3 separate regions of the Sus scrofa genome follow, and all the other regions are linked to region 2. The links are chromatin contacts, called in public HiChIP or PLAC-seq maps. All regions are on one chromosome and are shown on one strand. Each heading gives the region's core, a stretch centred on a gene start, on an enhancer-like site or on the middle of the called end of the contact. The rest is flanking DNA. Distances are from core to core; before and after follow the strand shown.

What was found. HiChIP or PLAC-seq counts read pairs in DNA pulled down with a chosen protein or histone mark.
Region 1: a contact with region 2 is called in an H3K27ac HiChIP or PLAC-seq map of alveolar macrophages. The contact joins the promoter of SP2 here to the enhancer-like site in region 2. A contact is called at or near these places in 1 of 5 promoter capture datasets (liver), 12 of 47 Hi-C or Micro-C datasets (embryonic fibroblasts, epiblast stem cells, fetal skeletal muscle and 8 more) and 1 of 2 datasets of contacts at active chromatin or transcription factors (alveolar macrophages).
Region 3: an H3K27ac HiChIP or PLAC-seq map of alveolar macrophages shows a contact between it and region 2. The contact joins the promoter of SNX11 here to the enhancer-like site in region 2. A contact is called at or near these places in 2 of 5 promoter capture datasets (fetal liver and skeletal muscle), 12 of 47 Hi-C or Micro-C datasets (adipose tissue, blood, embryonic fibroblasts and 7 more) and 2 of 2 datasets of contacts at active chromatin or transcription factors (alveolar macrophages and skeletal muscle).

Annotation. Positions count from the first base shown.
Region 1 is chr12:24,152,164-24,156,504 of Sscrofa11.1, forward strand. It overlaps SP2 (transcription factor Sp2), which reads left to right and starts at 1,924. Exons shown (of 9, transcript XM_021067084.1): 1 at 1,924-2,030; 2 at 3,554-3,666. The coding sequence starts at 3,660.
Region 2 is chr12:24,277,800-24,281,714 of Sscrofa11.1, forward strand. COPZ2 (coatomer subunit zeta-2) reads right to left here. Exons shown (of 10, transcript XR_002337149.1): 10 at 2,863-3,188. Among named protein-coding and RNA genes, the nearest start is that of MIR152, 13 kb to the right of the region's middle. Within about 2 kb of position 1,557, at least 34 of the 83 cell types and tissues checked have an H3K27ac peak or open chromatin away from gene starts, as enhancers often do. A contact at or near this core is called in adipose tissue, alveolar macrophages, skeletal muscle and 2 more, where this site is marked.
Region 3 is chr12:24,349,985-24,353,813 of Sscrofa11.1, forward strand. SNX11 (sorting nexin-11) reads left to right here and starts at 1,296. Exons shown (of 7, transcript XM_021067103.1): 1 at 1,296-1,460; 2 at 3,540-3,599. It overlaps CBX1 (chromobox protein homolog 1), which reads right to left and starts at 1,073. Exons shown (of 5, transcript XM_021067108.1): 1 at 837-1,073.

The sequences.
Region 1 (4,341 bases), core at 674-3,173, 130 kb before region 2:
CAGAGCTGTAGCTGCTAGCCTTCGCCAGAGCCACAGCAACATGGGATCCGAGCCACATCTGCAACCTACACCACAGCTCACAGCAACGCCAGATCCTTAATCCACTGAGCAAGGCCAGGGATCGAACCCGCAATCTCATGGTACCTAGTCGGATTCGTTAGCCACTGAGCCACGACAGGAACTCCAAGAGTGGTATCTTTTGAAGTCTGGTTTTGTCAAAGGTTAAGTCTGAGAGGGGTGGACTGGAAGAGACTATTAACGTTTATTCAACAATTACAATGTTTGGGGCATTCTGTGCTGTATTTTATCACACGAGTCCTTTAGGAGGGTGGTCTTCAAACCACCAGTCTTGATCAAGAAAAGGAAGGGAGGGAGAGAGGGAGGAAGGAAGGAAGAGGAGGGAGGGAGGGAATAAAGAATAAAATACAACAGGGAGTTCCCATTGTGGCACAGCAGAAACAAATCCGACTAGTATCCATGAGGATTCGGGTTCGATCCCTGGCCTTGCTCAGTGGGTTAAGGATCCGGCATTGCTGTGAGTTGTGGTGTAGGTCACAGATGTGGTTCGGATCTGGTGTTGCTGTGGCCGTGGTGTAGGCTGGCAGCTGCAGCTCCAATTTGACCCCTAGCCATGGAATGTCCATATACCACAGGTGTGGCCCTAAAAAACAAAAAACAAACAAACAAAAAAAATAAGAGGACAGGCTAGAAAACATCAGTGCATCACAAGTAGAAAGGGTAAGTATTGTGTCTGAAAACTTTTATCATACTCTCACAGGAGTTATAAGTGTAATAGGTCATAATGCAAATGTATTTCTCACTGTGGGGCTATGATTTTAAAAAACGAGAAGAAAAGTAAAGAAAAAAAGCCATTGCTCTAAGGTGTGGTTGCAATTAGCCTCTTTTTTCCATAAGGTGCAGGGAGTTTCGGTACCCTGCCTCTCTGCAAGTGGACTGTGTAAAACTTCAAATACAGGCTGGTCTGAAACCAGAATGGATTTCTTCTTACTAATGAATGCCTTCCCAAGTTCGCATCCATAGGAAAGAGAAACCTACCCACGTAGCTCCTGCCAAGTGCTGTACTCACAGCACCTCATTTAAGGAGGTGAGTCGGGCACGGACCAATTCTGTCCACCGGAGGCGCTGGTTAGAATGCATATTCCAGGTTTGCCCCGGACACATGAGGCGGCCCCGGGAATCTACTTTTTGGAGAGCTTCGGGTGATTCTGTGCCCAAATCAAGGAGTCGATGCAATAAATAACCATGTGAGGATTAAGAGGGATTTCAACTGAGACGATGAAAATAATCCCCTCACTTCAGAAGAGTCACACAGCCCCAACTCTCGCTATTGTGTCCGACTCCAACGCCTCGCTGTACAAAGTCACCTCGGGGCTCATTCCCCTCTCCAGAAGCGATGAAGGGTGAGGGACTAAATGAGACTGGTGGTTTTCCACTCACCAGGCAGTAGTTGAGTGGCCGAAGCGCAGGAACCCTCGCCAGGCCAGGGCAACACTCGATTAAGGTGCAAAGTAGATGCTATTTATAGGGCATTTTTCGGCCTCACCCTGAGGACTTCTGATTGGCTTTAGGGCAGATCTGTCAGTCATCTTCTGGGTTAGAGGTGGGTGGAAGGTCAACCACTACCAATACAAAACCACTCCTCAGCTAAGCCCCGCCTTATCCAGCTTCCTGTTGCTGTCCATCAACCACCTCGTGGGCGGGACTTTGCCTCCCGCCAGTTGGCTGGCGGACATGTCGTTCATTCTACAGTAGGCTTCCGGTTGGTGCCCTCTACGGTCCATCAGTGACATTTCACAGGTTTATTGGCCAAACCAACGTCGCTCTAGATACATCTCTTTGATTGGTTAGTACTGCTGTCGGTCCCCAATGTACCGAACTCTAATTGGTGAACGCTGCCGTCGCTCGGGCGGTGGCGGGCTCCGGGATTGGTGGGTGCTAGGCGGGCGGTGTCAGGCTCTCGGTGGCGGCGGAGGCGGCGGAGGCCAGGGAGGAAGATGTCGTAATGAGCGGTGGGTCCTGGCCGCTGCCGGCGGGGTCTTTCCGGCTCTCAAGGGTCGGGAAGACGGGCAGAGGCCGCAGGGAGGGGGAGCCGGGGCTGAGGGTTCCCCCCTGGGGCCGGGCCTGGCGCCGGGGCCCGGCTCCGGGAGGGGCGGGGAGGGAGGATTCCCGCCCGGAGGAGGAGCGGGGCTGGCCAGCCGGGCGGAGGCACCCGGAAGGGGGTGTTCGACTCCCCGCCCCCTCGGAGCCCGCTGGGCGGGAGGGCGGCGCTTCCGGGGGCTGGCGAGAGGAGCGGGCACCCGGGGCCGGCCTGGCACCCCCCTCGGCCTGGCCGACCCGCTTGAGCGCTGCCAGGCCCGGAGACGTTGCCTGGGTCGGCTTCGAGGAGGCGGTCGACGCCCTGTGCGCTTGCCCTGTGTTCGGGGACCCTTTTGCATTCTCACTCTATTTGCCCACCAGTGATTCAGGATTCTCCCGAGAGCAGAGAGGGGCGGGGGAATGCTTGAAATTCCGAGGGCGCCAACCACATGGGCACTGCTGGGCTTGGAAGCCAACCGAGTTACTGATGTATCCCAGTCGAGAGATGGTGTCAGGACATGAGGGCACTCCCTAGGTAGATGACCTCTCTGCTTAGACTGCGGGGTGGGCAGAAACCTTTTAATATTTCACTTGCATCCTTGAGCCTCCAGCTAGATATCTGCCAGCTCTTAGCAAAATTGTGGGACGTTTAAGAACTTGTTAACAGAACTTCCAGCCTGTACCAGGCATCCCGTTGGGGGGGCGGGGGGAGGGAGCACTGCTGAATCCCAAAGGCCAGGAACAAACCGAAGGAATGACAGAAGCAATAAAATGGATGCTTAACTTTCTTCCTCCACCCCCTCTCCATCCCCGTTGCTGACTTATGGTTCTCAGCCTCCTACCCATGCTTTCTTGGCTTATGTTCCCGGTGGCTTTCTAATTTTAGATGAAAAGGAACTGTGTCTTCTCCTCTGGGCAGTTGAGAAACCTGTCCTCAGTGCATTCTTTGGTTTTGATTCCAATATACTGTTGTGTTTGTTTCTTAATTAACCTGATCCGAAGGGACTCAGTCTGGCTTTTCTCAGTGCACATTCTCCTAAGTTTGTTTCTTCTTCTGAGGCTACTTCTTGGTCACTTAATCGTTTTCTTAGAGAAAGGGAGGGAGGAGCCAGGAGATCTGCTTTAAGCAATGAATTGGCCCATGCGGGCCCCCATTACATGGGTTTCCTTGGAAATAGAAGGTACATTGGCATGCACTGTCTAAAACTTGTATGCTGTACCCCAGAAGGCATTAAGTATCACAGTGGAGGGCTAAGTGTTGAATTGGCATTTTAGATTAAAATTTTTAGGATTGGAAAGTTTAGGGTGTTGGCCAGCTCACAGAGGCTTTGAATGGAATGATGGTGGAGTCTACACCATAGGAGTAACTTTGATTTGATAACACAAACCTGTTGTCTGCAATAATAAATATAACTGCAGTGTCTTGTTTTGTTTTAAATTCTTGTGTGCTATGAAGGGCGCGAATCTGTCAGACAACCTATCCATTGGGCTGATGATGTCAGTGTTCCAGTGGCTTCTAACAGGCATTAATACCTGTTGGAAATGGATTCTCATTGGCTGGGATGATTGGTAAGTTGTCTATTTCTAGTTCTTCCACTTGGTTGTACAGAGGCTTAACCTCTTTGTTTAAAAGAAGCAACAATGAGAGAGAGAAGGGGAAAAAAAGTCGGTCTGACATAATTATGAACCCCCTGAGCTAGGCTGCTAAAGACACAGTCTCTTTACCAAGGAGACCCAAGTAGAATTATTTAATAATTGGAGCGTCGCCTGACGGCTCAGCAGGGAGAACTGACTCCAGGAGGAAGAGTGTGGCCTCACTGTTGACAGCACATAGACTGGCAGGCTCTTTTCTCAGATTCTGTTAAGTTTGGGCCTCAGGAACCTGTCAGAGGAGAGAAGAAGCTTTGAAAAGATTTGGCAGATGTTAAAGGAGCCTCGTGGCGTAACAGTAGAGAGGGCAGTTCATTTCGATATCTTGGCCTTGAACTTCCTGGTTCTTTTCTTGATGAATAGCAGCCTTTTGGAGAAGTTGCATCGTTTCTTGTCATCTAAATAGTTCCTTTGCTGTAATAGGTATGTCATCATTCCCAAACTTGCTTTATGCAAGTATTGCCCAACCAGGACCTTTTGAAGACATTTAAGCTTCTTACAGCTGACCAGTAGACCCCGCTATTGGCTTGGATTTAGCAATCTTCTCAACCATGCTCACACCCATTTCTATGATGGAAAAGTAGCATGTTCTTT
Region 2 (3,915 bases), core at 307-2,806:
GCGGGGGGGGGGGGGGGCGGAACCAGAGAGGGGGCCACCGGCTCAAAAGGGTATAAGGGGGGTCTGAGGCCTGGCGGTACTGCTTCTGTGTCCCTGGCCGGGTCTAGGGGTGGCTAGCGTGCCCCCCTGCACCCGAGTCCCGCTGATGCTACAGTGTGAGCCCTCTGGCCCATGGTGTCTCCGTTTCTGAAATGCCCCGGTGCCAATTCGGCAGGAGAAAAGGGGACGTCCTGAAGCCCCTTCCCCACAGATACTCGAGACCCGCTTCTGCCCACGAGGGCAAGACGGGCAGGAGCCCCGGGGTTGAGAGCAGACGGGAAGCCAGGCCCCAGGGCCGCTCCTGCCAGCAACCACCGACGGCACTTCCCGAAATCCGGCCCCCGGCGGACGGCGCCTTCGCTCTCGCTCACTAGGCGTCTGGGAGAGGCGGGGGGCCAGCGGGCAGAGCTCAAGGCAGACGGCCAGACCCGCCGTTCTGGCGGCTCCGCGGGGCTGGGGGCACAGAGAGGGAGCCTGGCACGCAGCGGGCCCTCGGTCTCAGCCCGGGGAGAGCCACCCCTGCAAACCTGGCGTCCCTGGGAAGGAGCCGCGCCCCTTCTGCCCGCGCTCCCTGGGTCCCCCAGCGGTTCAGTGCAGCCCTCTTTGCGCTGCCCTAGCTCTGCCGCGGGGGTGGGTCGGTTGCTTCTTCGCAGTTCCACAGTCCTTTGGCCACAGCGGGCGAGGACATCTCCCTGGTCGCCCTTCCGCATTGCCTTGCCCCTTCGGCTCATTCCTTTTAACCCGGTACAGTCCCTGTGTGGGGAGGGCTTCGGACTGCCCTAGGCGAAGGGGCGAGGGAAAGCCACCTCCCTCCAGCAGTTCCTCCTCCTGAGCCCGCCTTTGCGGAAACTGTTGCAAATACTTTTTAGTCTTTCAGAGCCTCGGTGTGCCGGTCCGTAAAATGGGGATAGCAGTGCATAGTCCATAGCATTCGGTGAGTCAGTTTGTGTGGAGCGCCGGGCCTTCCCATCCTGGTCCCTGCACAACTGGAATTGTGCGGCCCAGGCTGGGGCGTCCAGGTTGCTAGGAAGCGAATTTGCCCCTCGGATTTGGTTCTTGCGGTCGGTCGTTTAGAGGCGGTGGATGGAGCCGGATACCGGACGAGGCCGAACATTTGCTCAAGTATTTCTGGAAATTTTCTCATTTCCCGTCGTCACACTGGCCCTTAAACTCTACACCATTTAATTGAATACTCTTTTCTCCCCTTCCGATGTGGCCTTTTTGCATTTTTTTACTGGAACACAGTATTTACAACTGATTTGTTTACCTAACTATATCTTTATCATTTTCTCTAATTACAGAAGTAGTCATGCCCATTATAAATATTCAATCCTGCAGAGTTTTGTAATGTAAGACGTGATAACCCGCAGGGACTGCCTCTATTTAACACCCAGGGCTCAGCACTTGCTTTCAGCGGTCGCTGGCAGAAATTTGTGAGCTCTAGCTGGCTAGGAGCTCGCCTGCAGGTCGCGCCGGGTGGTTACTAGGGAAACGCCAGCCGCTGGGGTAAGAGGCCAGCGATTAACTCCCTTGAGAAGGGGTCGGTCCCGCCCTGGGGGCGGAGTTAGTAAAGGAAAGGCGGACCCGCAGGGAGCGCGTTTCCCGATTTTCCCTCCAGATGTCGCTAAAGGATCGTGGATTCGGTCCTGGGACCACGCTCCCCTCGGCTGCGGGCGCCAAGGGGCGGAGCCAGGGCGGGGCGTGGACCTGCAGCTGCAGTTAGCCGGGGGGTCAAGGGAAACGAGGGGTGTATGTCGGACTATTAGACACTCTCTGGGTCTTCTGCACATGACGAAGAAAAGTGTATGTGTCAGAGAAAGAGAAAAAGGGGAGCTTCTAGAACGCGGAGAGAGAAGGGGAAATCTGTCGCCGCAAATGTCACTCCATCCTTCCCATTTGCCCTTAGGGTCCCCCTCCGCCCTTCTCTCCCTCTGGATCTGCAACGCTTCACACCTTCAGTACACGGTGTGCTCTGCCCACAACTGCAAGGTGGGAGCTGCCCGGTGCTTTCTCGCTCCTAAGCCTAGCCATGGCAAGTTTGCCAGGCTCTAGTGCCCAGGGTAGAAGCCAGCATAGGAATTCCGCTGGCATAGGAATTCTTGTCCTGGGCAAGCCAAGAAAAACAGGCGCATGCCGTTCCTCAGTTTGTCCGGAGGAAATCTTACGCCCTTCCCTTCTGGAGGCTGAGAATGGAAAATGTGAGCAGAAGAATCCCCAGCGGGGCCACCATGTAGGTACAATCTTTTGCTCTCCTTTTCCCCCTAAATGCACCATTCCTCTCATTATTACTCTTTTACCCTGTCACACAGTCATGCCCAGTCCTCGCCACCACATATAGGGTCCCAGAATGAGTATCACACCCCTTCACTATGTTAAGTGGTCTGCTTCCCTTGACCCACCCCTTCCCCACCAATCACACAACCACAAGAATACACCCTGGTACTGGGCATCCTGAAGATGAGCCACACAGAGTGCAGGAGCCTTTATCAGGGAGTTCCCGTCATGGCTCAGTGGTTAACGAATCCGACTAGGAACCATGAGGTTTCGGTTCGATCCCTGGCCTTGCTCAGTGGATTAAGGATCTGGTGTTGCCGTGAGCTGTGGTGTAGGTCACAGACGCGGCTCAGATCCCAAGTTGCTGTGGCTCTGTCGTAGGCTGGTGGCTATAGCTCTGATTCGACCCCTAGCCTGGGAACCTCCACATGCCTCGGGATCGGCCCAAGAAAATGGCAAAAAGACCAAAAAAAAAAAAAAAAAAAAAGCCTTTATCAGAATGAACACACACACGCATCCCCTTCCCAGGGCCAAGAGAGAGGGAGACCATTGGCAGGGGACAAAAGCAGGTTTATTTGGGCTCTGAGGCCAAGGATGCCAAAGGTTTATTTGGTCTCCAGGCCAAAACGGCAGCCAGGGTGGTGAGAAGGAGTGACTCAGTGCTGAAGTCAAACCTTTGCATCTCATTGTCCCTGGCTAGAGACCTCGGGAGTCAGTTCTGGGAGTGCCTGGGAATACTGAGGGATCTCTAGTGTCCCCCAGGGCCTTTGTGCTTTTGCCAGGATTGTGGGAATGGGCTGGGGGCAGGGAGACTTGAATGCACGCCTTCATTTCAGTAAGGACCACTTAATTTGTTCCTTGGCAGACTGAAGAACCTGGGTGGGGTGCAGATGAGGAAAGTTGAGAGGATTATTGGGGGGGGCGGTGTCAAGCACATTAACCCTGCCGAGAGTGGGGATCTACAGCACCTTCTCTTAAGGGTCCCTGCAGTCCTCGGTCACTAGGTGGCAGCAGCTCGCCTCCGCCTGGCCTTAGTGGGCGGCCCACCACCACCACCACCAAGACGGAAAGTGCAGCCCAAACTGGCTGCCGCCAACAACCAGCCCAGGCTGGGGCCTGCCCAGCCCTCTGGTTCCTGCTTCTGCAGCCCTGGGTGTGGCCGCAGCCCTGTCTCCCCGACACCATGCCATGTGCGCTCCAGCCCAGTGCCACGTCCAAGCAGAGACGGTCCCAGGCCTGGCACTTCCTGTGCCCAGATACCTCAGCCAAACCCCTAGCTCTGGCTTCAGCTGGTACTATGTCCTCCACACCCCACCCCACTGCTGATGTGGCACAGCTGGCAAAGGGTTCCCGGCCAGACACCTGCACTCAGATGTGTTCACTCTCATATCCTGCTGAAGAAACAACCTCAGCCCCAGGTTTACACACATCTACACGACTGTGCACACACCATGCAGACATGGCAGGGACCCCAGGTAGGTCCTTCAGATTGTCCCTCCAGCCAGCAAGCCCCATTCCCTTCGGAAGAAGGTCGGTCCCACACTGTACATCCCTCCCTCCTGCCCACTCCCCCTGCTCTTCAGGGACAGCCTGGCCCTGCGG
Region 3 (3,829 bases), core at 46-2,545, 72 kb after region 2:
GGTTAAGGGCCTGGTGTGTCACTGTAGTGGCCCCAATTGCTTCTGTGGCAATGGTTTGATCCCTGGCCTGGGGAACTTCCACATGTTGTGGGTGAGGCCAAAAAAGAAAAAGAAAAAAAAATTACAATTTGATGAGTTTTGCTAGTATACAATAAGAGTATCCACAATTATCGAAGGCTAAAGATACTTCTCCCTTGTCATCTATGTACCTGTGTAAGACCAGATTTTCTTCATTTCCTAGTCCAAAACAAAATCACAAGAGAGAATGGGGAAGCTAATACAAGAATTCAGCTGTCTTCTATTATGCCAAACATGAAAGAGATTTGCAAAATGGTAATAGAATAACATTCTACTCGATAATTTTTTTGGGTTTTGGAAAGTGTAGTTATATTTCATAAAATAAATTACGTTCACATGTAATGGTTTGTTATTAGTTTTAGGTGAATAGATACGTTTTTCTAATTTCTCAGTTTTAATTTCTAATCCGGTGAACATCCCACATAAACAAAAGCTCTTTGGGGTCCTTAAATATTTGTAAGAATGTAAAGGGATCCTGAGACCAACAAGTTTGAGAAAAGCTGCTTTGGGGTACGTGGACCTTACCTTATGAGATTTCTCCACCTTACAGAAGAGGAACTTAAGACATAAAGATTTAAGATCACACGGTCAGCGTAGTGCTGGTCATTGTACCCAGGTCTTTAAACTCCAGAGCTCGTATTTGCGACTGCAACTTTTCCCTTGATATTAGCTTTTCTAAAATTATTTTTAAGCAGATAGTTAAAAGGCATTTCAACAACATAAACATCGTAGTCAATGTATTTTTCTTTCTTACTAACTGGCTGGACGATCTTTCCTAGGGCTTGCTCCGCAAGTGAAACCGGTGTTTGCTGCAAAGTCCTCAGCCGGTTTTCGCTCCGACAATCTGGTCTTCGAATCTGAGTTGGTGTTTCCTTGGTAAAGCCGGGGAACTGGAGCCAGGGTTCACATGGGGACTCGCCCAGGCTCAGCGAGGTTCCCACGCTTTGGACTCTGCCACACTCTAGACCGCTGATCATCCCTTCACACTCTGCCCCGGGACCCACTTTGGGATGTTTCGGGGTTGTTCCTTGGCCACTGATTGGCTGGGCCTGACAACGATGGGTGGGATGCGGCTCTGGATTGGACGTCAGAGCCTCTTGTCTCCCCACGCCCACGTCCACCCTGCAGCCTCCCAGGGGAGAGGTAGGAATAGCTACTCCAGCAGTGGCCAGCGCTGGGCGGAGCGCACCGCCGGGGCGAGGCTGCCACTGAGAGCCCGGGCCTGCGGGGCGGGGCGTCTGGGCACCCGGGATTGGCGCGCCGGCAACTTTCTCCCGTCGTGCATCGGGGCGCCGGCAGCTCACCCGGAAGGAGAAGCCGGGACTCTGACTATATGTTGGGCTGTCAGCGGTGTCGTTGTGGGGAGTGGGCGCTGCTTTCAGGTGAGGGGGAGTGGGCGGGTCCGCGGGGAGTGGGTGCTGCTGTCAGGTGAAGGGGCGTGGGCTCTGGTCTTAGGTAAGGCCTGCAGGCTTGAGCGTCAGCAGTGGCGCTTAGGGTGGGGACCTTGCTGGACATCCTGAGGAAGGAACCGACTCCTCTCCAGAGATGAAGGCAGGGCTAGCTCAGTATCCGAGGAAGGAAACCGGCTTTTCCACTTATTTATAAAGTGTAAAGCATCTTTCCTTCCCACTCCTCAGGCTTAGTAGGCAAAAGGGAGTAAGGACTATGTGGCCTTTTTTGCTCCTAGTTCGTTAGGAACACAGGGGGTGTGGCCGGAGTAAAAGTTTGGAGACTTTTAGCCAAACGCTAGGACTAAGACTAATGACACATATTTTACGAGGACCCAGAAGACTCTTGCACTAGATTGTGGTCGCCTTTGTGTCTCAGCTTGCAAGTGGAGAGAGTGGCAAGTTGCAGATCACCAAAAGATGGAGCATAGCTGCTTGGTTGAGAACAGGCAGAGCTTGGTCAGACAGGAGAGCTCCTTCTACCACCTGTGAGTGTTTCTCCGAAGCAGAGTTTTTGAGTTGCCATCTGGCACCAAGAGCTGAAGGCTGAGTAAGCAAGGATGAGCGTCTTGGTGGCTCAGTATACTTTTTATCACCTGATTTTTTTTTCTTAACCTGTCTCTTGAAGTAGTTTAAATCTGAGGGAAAATGGTGGAGTTAAAGCCTTGAATTGCTACCTTGAATTGTTGAGGCATTGGAAAGCTTTACAAGGAATCTACCCTATAAACAAACTGGGTTTTCCTTGGAGGTCCTGGGAAAAGCAAAGGAAAACTTCAAATGTGATTGTAGGGTCGCAGGAAGCTACACTTCCTGGTGCTGGTGCCAAGTAAGTAGCTGAAACTATACTTAGTCAGATGACACATGGATCCATCTCCTAGATCATGGAGCTAAAATTAAGAACTTCCTTCTTCCCTCCAAGGGCTGAAATGAGCTTTATTTCCTCCTAAGGAGTGCACAGGGAGGAAGCTGATGGAGAATAGTAGTTGCTGAAAATTATTACTTGAAGTCTAGGTTTTTGTGGCCCCGTTGTTTCTAAGGAAAGTTACCATTGAAACTTTCTTAGTGCTTTGTGAACTTAGACTTAAGTTTATACCATCTTGGAGATCCTAGGATTTTTAAAGCCAGTTTATAGCTTTTAGTTTCTAAGTGGTATGATTCCCAAAGGAAAGGAGGGGAACTTGCTTTTGGAGGTGGTTCAGAGTCCTAGGCAAACTCTTCTTGAGCCTGAGAGTGATGACCATTAAGTTACTAAACTATGGTCCTGAATTTGGGAAACCTTTCAAGGCATTGTGGATGTTCGAGCTCTTCTGAGTGTGTGGATTTCCTTGTTAGCATCTCTCCTGTTGTTCCTTTTGTAGGAAAAACGGTTCAGTGTATTTAACTGTCTGCTCCTGTGCTGGTAATTAACCAATGCCTGAAAAGAGAAAAGAAAAGATGTTTCGTTTTAATATGAGGAGATTAGTTGTTCACAGTGAGTTGGCCTGCCTTTTTGGGTCACAGCCACTTGACTGCTTACATGCAGGACTGCTTACATGCATCAGTGGCCATGGAACTGGACAGTCCTGCCTTCCAGTTCAGGACTCTTTGGCGGTAGTGACCGCATCAAATGAAAAATCAGAATGTCAGCATGAATACTGTTAAAGATGATATCTCAATCACAAAATTTCCTGTTTGTTCAGCTCTATAGCCCAATTTTGGTGTATATCATGCAGTTTAATCTCTGCATGCAGTGCCGGTGTGTGGCGAGCCCTTCTGGTATACCGGAAAGGATTGGAAAAGCTGTGTGCTTTGCTAATTTTGTGGCGTAAATGAGTTCCCCTTCTCTTGAAATGTTAGCCTTGTGTTAGCACAACATAAAATAGAAGGAAACTCATTACACGCTCTTCTAATGGTAAGGCAGAACTAATAAGAGAATGTGTTTAAAATTAATTGTGGGACTGTAAAAACGAGTGGGTGTGTGAATGGGCATGAGGGGAGGAGAGGGAGAGCTTAGCGATAGTCTTGTTTTCCCAGGAGCCAGCCCGGATCATTTGTTGGCAGTACATATTGGCTGAAGTCAGTTTTCATTTCAAGGTAAATTGGAAAGGGAAATTAAACCTTATTGTTCCGCTCTTAAGAGAGGAGAAGGGGGTGGAGGCGGCAGCCAGAGTGGATGCTGTTGGAGTGGTTCTAGGAGTAACAAGATTAGTGCTGTATTTTAACAGAAGGTGACATCATGGGCCCCTTTGGACTTGAGTAACCCTGTGCTGCAGCCTTCATGGTCCCCTTGTCGGAGTGGGCGATGTCGCTGCACATGTAAACTG